Linked DNA regions of Mus musculus: region 1 is linked to region 2. A link is a contact called in public HiChIP or PLAC-seq data. All regions are on one chromosome and are shown on one strand. Each heading gives the region's core, a stretch centred on a gene start, on an enhancer-like site or on the middle of the called end of the contact. The rest is flanking DNA. Distances are from core to core; before and after follow the strand shown.

Evidence for each region. HiChIP or PLAC-seq counts read pairs in DNA pulled down with a chosen protein or histone mark.
Region 1: an H3K27ac HiChIP or PLAC-seq map of stem cell-derived neural progenitor cells shows a contact between it and region 2, with 6 times the contacts expected there. The contact joins two enhancer-like sites. A contact is called at or near these places in 3 of 115 datasets of contacts at active chromatin or transcription factors (astrocytes, pancreatic cancer cells and stem cell-derived neural progenitor cells) and 1 of 9 other capture datasets (embryonic stem cells).

What each region holds. Positions count from the first base shown.
Region 1 is chr3:52,043,288-52,047,549 of GRCm38.p6, forward strand. All of the region lies in intron 1 of Maml3 (mastermind like transcriptional coactivator 3), which reads right to left. Among named protein-coding and RNA genes, the nearest start is that of Maml3, 60 kb to the right of the region's middle. Within about 2 kb of position 2,979, at least 377 of the 459 cell types and tissues checked have an H3K27ac peak or open chromatin away from gene starts, as enhancers often do. A contact at or near this core is called in astrocytes and stem cell-derived neural progenitor cells, where this site is marked.
Region 2 is chr3:51,529,442-51,534,032 of GRCm38.p6, forward strand. It overlaps Setd7 (SET domain containing (lysine methyltransferase) 7), which reads right to left. Exons shown (of 8, transcript NM_080793.5): 5 at 3,534-3,615; 6 at 630-747. Among named protein-coding and RNA genes, the nearest start is that of Gm36008, 21 kb to the left of the region's middle. Within about 2 kb of position 2,785, at least 94 of the 459 cell types and tissues checked have an H3K27ac peak or open chromatin away from gene starts, as enhancers often do. A contact at or near this core is called in astrocytes and stem cell-derived neural progenitor cells, where this site is marked.

The DNA of each region.
Region 1 (4,262 bases), core at 1,729-4,228, 510 kb after region 2:
CAAACTGGGGATTGCATGTACATCCAGCAAGCTCTTTTCTGACTGAGCCATCCCCACAGCCTTGGACACGCCTTTCTTTAAATAATGTATTCATCTTCTTGGAGAGGCCATGGTGACTGCTACATAAGCCATGAAATCTCACTTAGCCTTCCTTCAGAGGATAGACTGAAACCCTTCTAACAGTGACAAGCCAGCTTCCCTACCATGACCTGGTGACATCCTGGAGAAGTCTACACTAGGTACCCTCCAAGAAGACTGTCTGCCTGCCAGGCACAGCTCCTAACCAGACTACTCTCTCTACTCCAGACAGGCTGGCTGGGAACTAAAGAGTTGTCTAAATGCCTTCCAGCATCTGACAGTTTAAGATGTGAACTTCCATTAGTTAGATACCAGATTCTCCTCCAGTTAACGCTGGTGTTTTCCTGGTGTTTTCTACCTCTGGTAGTGGAAGCATGGCCTGAAGCAAACCAGTTCCTATTCTGGAAATGGCCGGCTCTCTCCTAAAGTAAGACAAACTAATTCATAGCTATAACCCAGAGGGAATACTTAGTAAAAGGGGAGCGAGACCATGCTGTGCTGTGTGGGCTGAAGGAAACACACAACAAAAACAGCAAGCCTACCAGACAGAGGTTTTTAAAAAAGTGTTGGGCCCTGCAGAGTTCTAATGCAGTAGACAGCAAGTACCTAGAGGGAAAGGGCTCTCAGTGCCTCGTGTAGTCTGCTTATCTCAAGTCTAAACCAATCATCTTGATGGTTGGTTATGGCCAGGATAGGGTTTAGTGGCCTTTCTGAGAAGAGCAGGAAGGCCTAGCCCAGCTCATTCTAGACTGGATTCCTCTCCCTACAAGGACCCCGCCTTTCTCTGCAGTAAGGGTTTCTACTGAGTAAGCAAGAGAGAATTCATAGTTTTATTGATTTCTCTCACTCTGACTGGAAAGGGCTACAAGCCGCAGGGAGGTGTCGCCTCTGCTGCTTATTGCTATATCTGACCGGGAAACTCAGTTTTGGAATAGAAACTTAATAGAAAAGAAGAAAAAGGAAAAAAAAAAATCAGAGGGTTAATTGCCTGCCTGGTGGGAAAGATGGCAGGTCTGGCTGAGTCGAGGTCCTTTGTGGTCACCAAACCCTTATGACTGACAGTTATCACAGTCACCTCCTACTGCAAAGCAACTTTTACAGCTTTTATATCTCCAAATGAAACCAAAGATCTGATCTGCCTACCAGAGTCAAGGACACAAATCTCTCAAACTCTCCTGGGGGCAAGAGGGGAATGGAGCCTGGAGCTGGGAGGAGAGACTAGGCAAACTTGCCTTTCTCCACCCACTCACTCTCATCCCTAAAGTAGAATAAAATAAGCTGGGAGGCCGGGTAAGGCCTGTTAACCCAGAAGCCTGCCTCCAATTAATGTGATATTGCTCCTTTAAAACCCTGTACGAGAACGGCCCGGCTGCTGCTGATCCCAAGGCTGCGGCACGGTAATTGTCACTTAGCCACTTAACTCCCCGCAGCCCGGCTCACACGCTCCTTGAGGTTTATCTCTCAGCCAATTACTGCTGTCATTTGCGTTTCAATGTGTGGAATCAGAGGCCAGGCCCAGGAATACAGCACAAGAGAAACCCCCTTGGGGGACAGGAGCCTACTAAGACCTAGTGGCTGATGGGGTGAGACACAAACAACCCACCAGGGTGGGAGTGGCCGAGGGGCTTCCTCGAAGGGGAGGCCCACTCCGGCTGGGCTGTGGTCCTTTTCGGGCCTCTTCACTGGGGCAACCGAGAAGACGAAACATCTCGCTTAAAACATCGCGTCGGTTCCAAATAATGATGGCGATAATTAAAAAGCAACAGAAATTTAGCTGTGGAGCGATTGTGGACAGGAGGCAAGGTAATGTACAGAAGCCGGTCACAATGAACGATTACTAAGTCAGGACAAGCAAGAGAGACAGAAGCCAAAGCAGAGAACCCTCATTTTAGGCCACACTGCTCTTTCAAGCAACGAGGGGGGGGGGGTGGAGTCAGGTAGTGGCGGGATGGGGGTTGGGGGAGGGGCACTTAACCCTTTGCTAGTTCCGCCCTAAAATCCCTGGGAACTTGGGAGCCTCCTCAGCTAGCCCTGAGTGGGCACACCAGAGCTTGCTTTTGTGGTCTCTTGGATTTTAGGTCGGTAGCAAGTCTCTGCCTTTTAAAAGAAGACATGTAGGCTTGGCACAGTGCCACCTCGATCCCCTCACTAGGCTGACTGAGGCTGGAGGATCCTGAGTTACAGGCCAGTCTGGGATACATAAGAAGGAGGTCTCAAAGCGTGCCCTGTCCTCCCCCCAAAACATTCCTTAAAGGCACAGCCAGGTATGAGATGAACCAGAAAAGAAAACAACAACAACAACCACCATTTATGAATCCTCCTGTGGAGAGTCAGGTTTGGCAAAGATGCCCTCCCTTGAAGGGTGAATGGAAGTGGATCTCAGCCTCTTAGGGTTTGGTTTTCTCTGCCTCCCACACAAAGGCAACATTTCCTGCACTGTATTATAGTTTTTATTCCTAAAGTTTTAAGCCATTCCTGTCTACCCAGGCAACTTTATAGCTGAAGTGAATTAACTTAGCTGGGGGTGGGGGGGGGGTCTTCATTTGGAAGTGGATCTACCTGAGGAATACACACATACACACACACACACACACACACACACACCCTGACCACACAAGGTAGAGAAAGAAAAGAAGCAGAGAAGAAAGCTGTGGGAAGGCAGCTCCCGCAGGACACCGTAGGACTACTGTGACGACGGACCAGCCGGAGGGGTAGGGAGCCAACTTCAGTCTGTGAGCCAGGAGGCTATAAGAAGCACGCTCCCTCTGACATTCCATCCTCCACAACTCCAGCAACCACAGGAGGAGGGCCTAAGCCGGAAGAGACCTGTTCTAGCTGGATCTATCTCCGCCTGTCTCTAGGTTGAAAATAAAACTCTGAACTTCTCTGCCAATGAGCTCTGCCAGGCCCGATGACGTCCCGGCACGTCAGTTCTATTTGCAGGCAAGGTCCCTGTGCACCAGGTGAGGAGGAGTCTGGGCAGAGGACTCTGGGATGGTGGGCCTGACTTCCCACTGTGCACAGCCGAGATCTGAAAAGAGCTGCCGGGGTGCTAGTAATTGCACACGTCAGCGAGAGCTGTGCAAAGGAGAGTGGGCTCAGAGAGAGCTAATTGCTATCCTCGGGCTATGTGCTCCTTGTTGAATACCAGAGCGGGAAATCTGATCTGTGCAAAGCAAAGGAAAATCACCAGTAAAATAAAACAAGGAGGCAGCCTGCCCACGCTGGCCACAGACTCCCATTTGTCCTTCCCTCATCTACCGTCATCCTTATTATTAAGAAAATCTATAAATCTGGAACTCTTAGATTTCTTTCTCTTTTCTGTCACTGGGGACAACTGAGCACAGAGACTGGCTCCTCAGATAATGGTGGCCCCAAATGAAGCTCCTAAGGATCCCGAGAGTCTAACTTTCTCCTCCTTTTCATGTCTGTTTGCAAGGATTTATAATCATCGTCATCACCATCATTATCGTCTAAGCAGAACCACCATTTGAACCTCTCCTTCCTTGCTTTCTCCCACTTCCTCGGTCAGTGTCTTAGCTCATTAATTCCTGGCTCTCTGGATCCTGAAGTGTGCGATAAGCTGCTCTTTTTCTTTTGTCTCAAGGCCAAAAAGACTTTCTGGAGAGGCAAGCTCCACAAGTCCGGCCCTCCCGGCCGTGAGTGACAGCTTAGAGGAGCTTTGGCAGCCTGCCACCGATAGCCAAGAACACAGAGCCGTCCAATCAGCAGCATGAATCCCTTCCTACTGCGACACGGGGGCAGCCTTTCTTCAGCTTGGCTGCTGACACCCAAGGATCTCAGAGTTGCCTCCGCCTGTGATCCTGCCTCTTCCTCAAAGGACCTCACAGTGTACGGACCTTGGGTTCATCCTTCTGCGGTGGTTCCGTCAGATTCAGTTTAATCATGGGAAGAGCTTTAGCTCCTCCCACTTCACACTCCACGCATTTCCTGCTCCCCCTGTCTTGACAGAGCAAAAATCAATGACTCTGCCACTGTGGGTTATCCAGGGTGATAGCAAGAGCCTGTCTTGGATCTCAGTGCCTCCCCACAGACCTGCACACCCCAAACTGGAAACCATGAGTTCTTTCTAAAGAGACCTTTCTAAAGAGACTGATGGTCCACCAATCCTTCAGGCTGGGCTCCTATTCCCTCCTCATCTCCCATCTCTAAAAGCAAAAGCT
Region 2 (4,591 bases), core at 1,535-4,034:
CCTGCAAGGCAGACACTTTAAATCGCTGCAGCATCTCCCCATCACCCCCAACCCACAAGATAAGACCTTGACCTATATAGCCCAGGCTTGCCCAGGAGGCATGGTTCTCCAGCCTTATCCTCACAAACACAGGGGGTATGGGTCCATGCCTTGCCTGACACCCCCTCATGATTCTGAGAGTAGATGATGGACAAACTGAAAGGAATTCATTTTCAGGGGCTGAGACTCAGATGGGGACACTGCTGTGTAATGGACCTGGACGACCCTCACGCTTTCAGCCTTTCAGGTGCTAAGATTACAGGCACGCAGCACCGCACCCTGCCTGTCAACTTTTAGCTTTTGAGTTTGGATTTTTTTTTCCCCCACTAAAACTCTTCCTGGCAAGATGGAGACTATCGTATAACGTTGCATTAGCATGGGGGCAGGGGGACTTTCCTAAAAACATACCACATTGGAGGTCATTAATTCATTATTAGGAATCTGACTAGATCTTGAGTTTCAGATGTTGGGTGTGGTCTAGAGGAGACACATGACTGTGTCATTGTCCCACTTTCTATGACCATGAAAGTGGCTTGCTTAAGCTAAGGGCCTTTAGTCGATTAGGTTGAATTCACATCTTGCCCCCTTACCTCTTGGTGTGTAATTCGGACTCCATTATAAAACGACATAACAGTATTAGGTCCAACTGCTACCTTGGAAAACAGCCCTTCTCCAGCACTGGAGATGAGAGAGTCGGCAACATAAACCCTAAATATAGATATAATAATAAAAATCAGATCGTGAGCTTTTCAGCGTGACCCGTCACTTCATGTCAATCACCAAAATTCCATTACAAATTATTGCAATTATTCAACAAAGGCAGGGGGGGAGGGTCAAGAAAGTAAAATGCAATACGTTAGCAACAGGAATGGAAGAAACACCTCTTATCTCTGCAAGCGCTGTATTCAAACTGAACTCTACCCCGCTCCTTTAGATGAAGTATCTGGCTCAGGCGGCCTCAGACTTGCTCCTGAGCCAATGACAACAGGAACTCCTTCTTAATTATTATTTTATTTTGAGACAGGTTCTCTCTGTGTACCCCTGGCTGTCCTGGAACTCTCTCTATAGATCAGGCTGGCCTCGAACTCACAGAGATCCCTTCCCTCTGCTTCCAGGGAATCCAGTGACAACCACCTGAGATAATGATGAACTTCTAGTCTTTCTGCTTCCACCTCAAGTGTCCAATTTTCTGTAGTGCCAGAGATCAAACCTAGGGTTTTGAGACTACCAGGTACACATTCTGTTAACGGAGCCGTATCCCCAGGCCTCAAACAATCTTCCCTAGGGCTGGGGAGATGGCTGATCTTCCAGACCACCTGGGTTTGGTTCCCAGCACCCATATGACATCTCATAACTATTTGTAACCACAGTGCCAAGGATCTGATGCCCTCCTCTGGCTCCTGTGAACAGTGCACCCACAAGGTGCACAGATACACATGCAAACACTCATACACACAATTTTTTTAAAGTCTTCTTTAACAAGGAGTAATTAGTATAGATCCCTAAAGCTACCCATACCTGATATACCTTTTTGAAGAGGAAGATAACATTTACAGCTAATGGTGATTTTTAGTCTTACCAGACAAGAAAGCATTCCCCAGCTTTTCAAAGCCAGATAACAGAGAAAGACCATTTCTTAGTTAAATGCCAAGACGGCTGTTTACACAAAAGGTGACAACGAATCAGCTATATCCAACAAAGGGGTTAAAGCAGCGGTCAGCTAGCTACAGGTCAAATCTGACTGCTGCTCATTTTTGTTGATAAAGTTTTATTGAGACACAGTTGCCTCCCCCAGTTTGCTGAAGACTGTGTCTGACTGCTGCTGGGCTCAGAGGGAGAGATGAGTCTGTGCATCAGACAACACAAGGCCCCCAAGCTTCCACATTGTTACTCAGGGTGAAAAAGGTTCCTACGAATAGCTTTACAAGAAAAGCACTCTCGGTTGTGGAGTGGATGTAATAGAAACTTATGCTCCACCAACAAAGCTTTCATTTCTTCATGCGCTGTGATGGATGGCTCTGCTAGAGGCTGGACATCTGTAATTTTGGCTTATTTTTATGGACTAGAAAGCTGAATTATTGCTTCCAATTCTGCTCCTTTCCTGTGACAGAATGATACATCTCGCCCTCTTGCCAGGTGACCTCATGACACTCCCTTCAGCGCAGGAGGGTTGTATATCCCCCACCCTGCTGACTCTGCTGTTAGAACACAGGGGAAGGCCCTGCTGCTAGAACACAGGGGAAGGCCCTGCTGCTTGGCTTCAGGTGTTAAGAGGTGATGAGTTTCTGCCAGTCTCTTCCAGTTTCCACTGTCTCCAGGAAAAAAATATGCCCTGGGGGTTGTTTTTCCTTTAGCCAGAGTCTTGGAATGAAGAGATGTGAAACAGACCTGAACCCGACTTGAATCCTGGAGCCCAGCCTAGTCCGGCTGAGCCTGGTGAAGCCCAAATAAAAAATGGCTGAACCAAAGCCAGCCCTCCGAACCATGCGTAGAACACAAAATGCTCGCCCCTGTAAACAGCTAAGCGGTTTGAGAGTATTGCTATGCAGAATTTCACAACAGCAGCCTCGCTTGATAGATACAGTTGGCCCTGTAGTCTTTTGGGGCTAACACAGAAAACAGTCTGCACCCTGGCCCTGGGCCAGAACCTCTTGTCAAAAAAGGACATTTTTCTCCCTGCCTGTGGCACTGCGGGATCAGCTCGGTCAGGCAGACCAGGAGAAGGCTTGTTTCTCAGCTGGGAGCAGAAAGTAAACAAGAGCTAACCTATGCGCTGGGGGTTGGGGACTGTCCTTACTCAGAAGTAGACCAGCTGCTGGAGAGTGAGAAGCTGAAGGGCAGCCAACTGCATAGGTTAGGCGTGAAATGGCCAGACTTGACTAGGCGGGGAGCTTTTATGATCGCCATTATTTGTTGTCTTTCTACACTGTCTTCCCTTATGAATAAGGAAGTTGCTTTATGGTCCAAGGGTCAGGCTGCAGAGAATAGAAGTTGTGCTGAAAGTACAGGTCAGGCTAGAAAGGAGGAGGCTAGCGGGAGCCCTGACAGGACCTGTAACATGGCTCTGTGGGTGAAAGCGCCTGCTTTCAAGCCTGACTCCTTCCACATGGTGGAAGGAAAGAACTGGTTTCAGAAGTTGTTCTCTAATTTGTACGTGCTTGCTTCCCCATCCACCCAGAGTCCTGAGAAAGGGGACATTTGAAAGGGACTGACGGACTGACCCAGCACCTTTCCTAGAGAATTCGTTCTAGGACGAGATGAACTGGCTATTGCTAGTGTAGACACTTCCTACGGTCAGGCTCGCTATAAGCATGTAACTGGTCTTCCTCAGGATACCCAAATCCTTACTTGGAAGATGTGCCAAGGAAAAGCGCTCATTATGGAGGGGCTTGGGGTTGAGCAGGAGCCCAGCCTGAGCAGAGAGCCACAGGAGAACGAGCGTGCCCACCACCAGGGCACACACAGGGCAGTGAAAGGCACAAGGAAAGAGTTACCTCTCAGACTCATAAGGGTCTGGAAGGAGAGCATCGCTGGAGATGCAGGAGGAAGTCGATTTATCAAAGTGGTACACGGAACCTAAAAGGCAAATCCACACGTGAGTTCAGGTGCAGCGCCCGGCAGCACACGCAGATGTGTTCCTCGTCATGGGAGGGCCCAATCAATCACACGTGCCAATCTGGTCACGACAGCTAGAATAGCTAAGTCGACCTCTGCCCATTTACTCTTTGATTAGGTTTTTGAATCTTGCCTCCCCCCACCCTCCCACTTAGTAGGAGACAGGGTCCTACTAAGTTGTCCAGCCTGGCTTGGACCTTATAATCCTCAAGTTTTTGAGTGGATGAGATTACAGACCTGCATTTACCAGCCCTGGTTTAGTTTAAGTCTTAATGGACAACCATCAGACTTAACTCTTGGGATTCCTATTTGTTGAGTTTCCTTTATTCAAGTGCCTTAAAAACCTGCTTGGGTACCTAAAATTTTAAGAAAAACAAAAACAAAAACAAAACAAAAACACTTTTTAAATAGAATTTTCAGACTTTTTGATTAGAACAAACTGGGTAATGGTTTTTAAATTTCTCTGAGGGTCTCTTCATCCCAGACAGTCTTTAAACTCTATAGCAGAGCCCAGCACATGACTCCTTTACTGAGAGTGAAGTCAGCCTCACAGAATTAAGGACAACATTGCTCTCCATGCTACATTAACTGTCATTTGGCTTCTGTCTGGTGGCTCAGCACCTGGGGATGATTCCTGAAGATAGGTATGCAACGGTCCTACAATCGCCGTTGGCTTTCTGTCAACCTTGGCAAATTCCCAGGGCTCATACACAAAGAAACAAGATTTGGAACCAGGAACGGGGTAGTAAACTCCTACAAAGCAAATTGTTTTTAGCACCAAGACCACACAAGCAATCCCACCAGTCAGGCCTTCAGTAGTTGTCATGGTTACCAGACCCCTTTCCTGTTGTTTAAAATACAACGTTAACCTACATGAATACCTCAAACTTAAGTTAGAAAACCCAAATCAGCCAGCGACAACCTAGGATCAGACCAC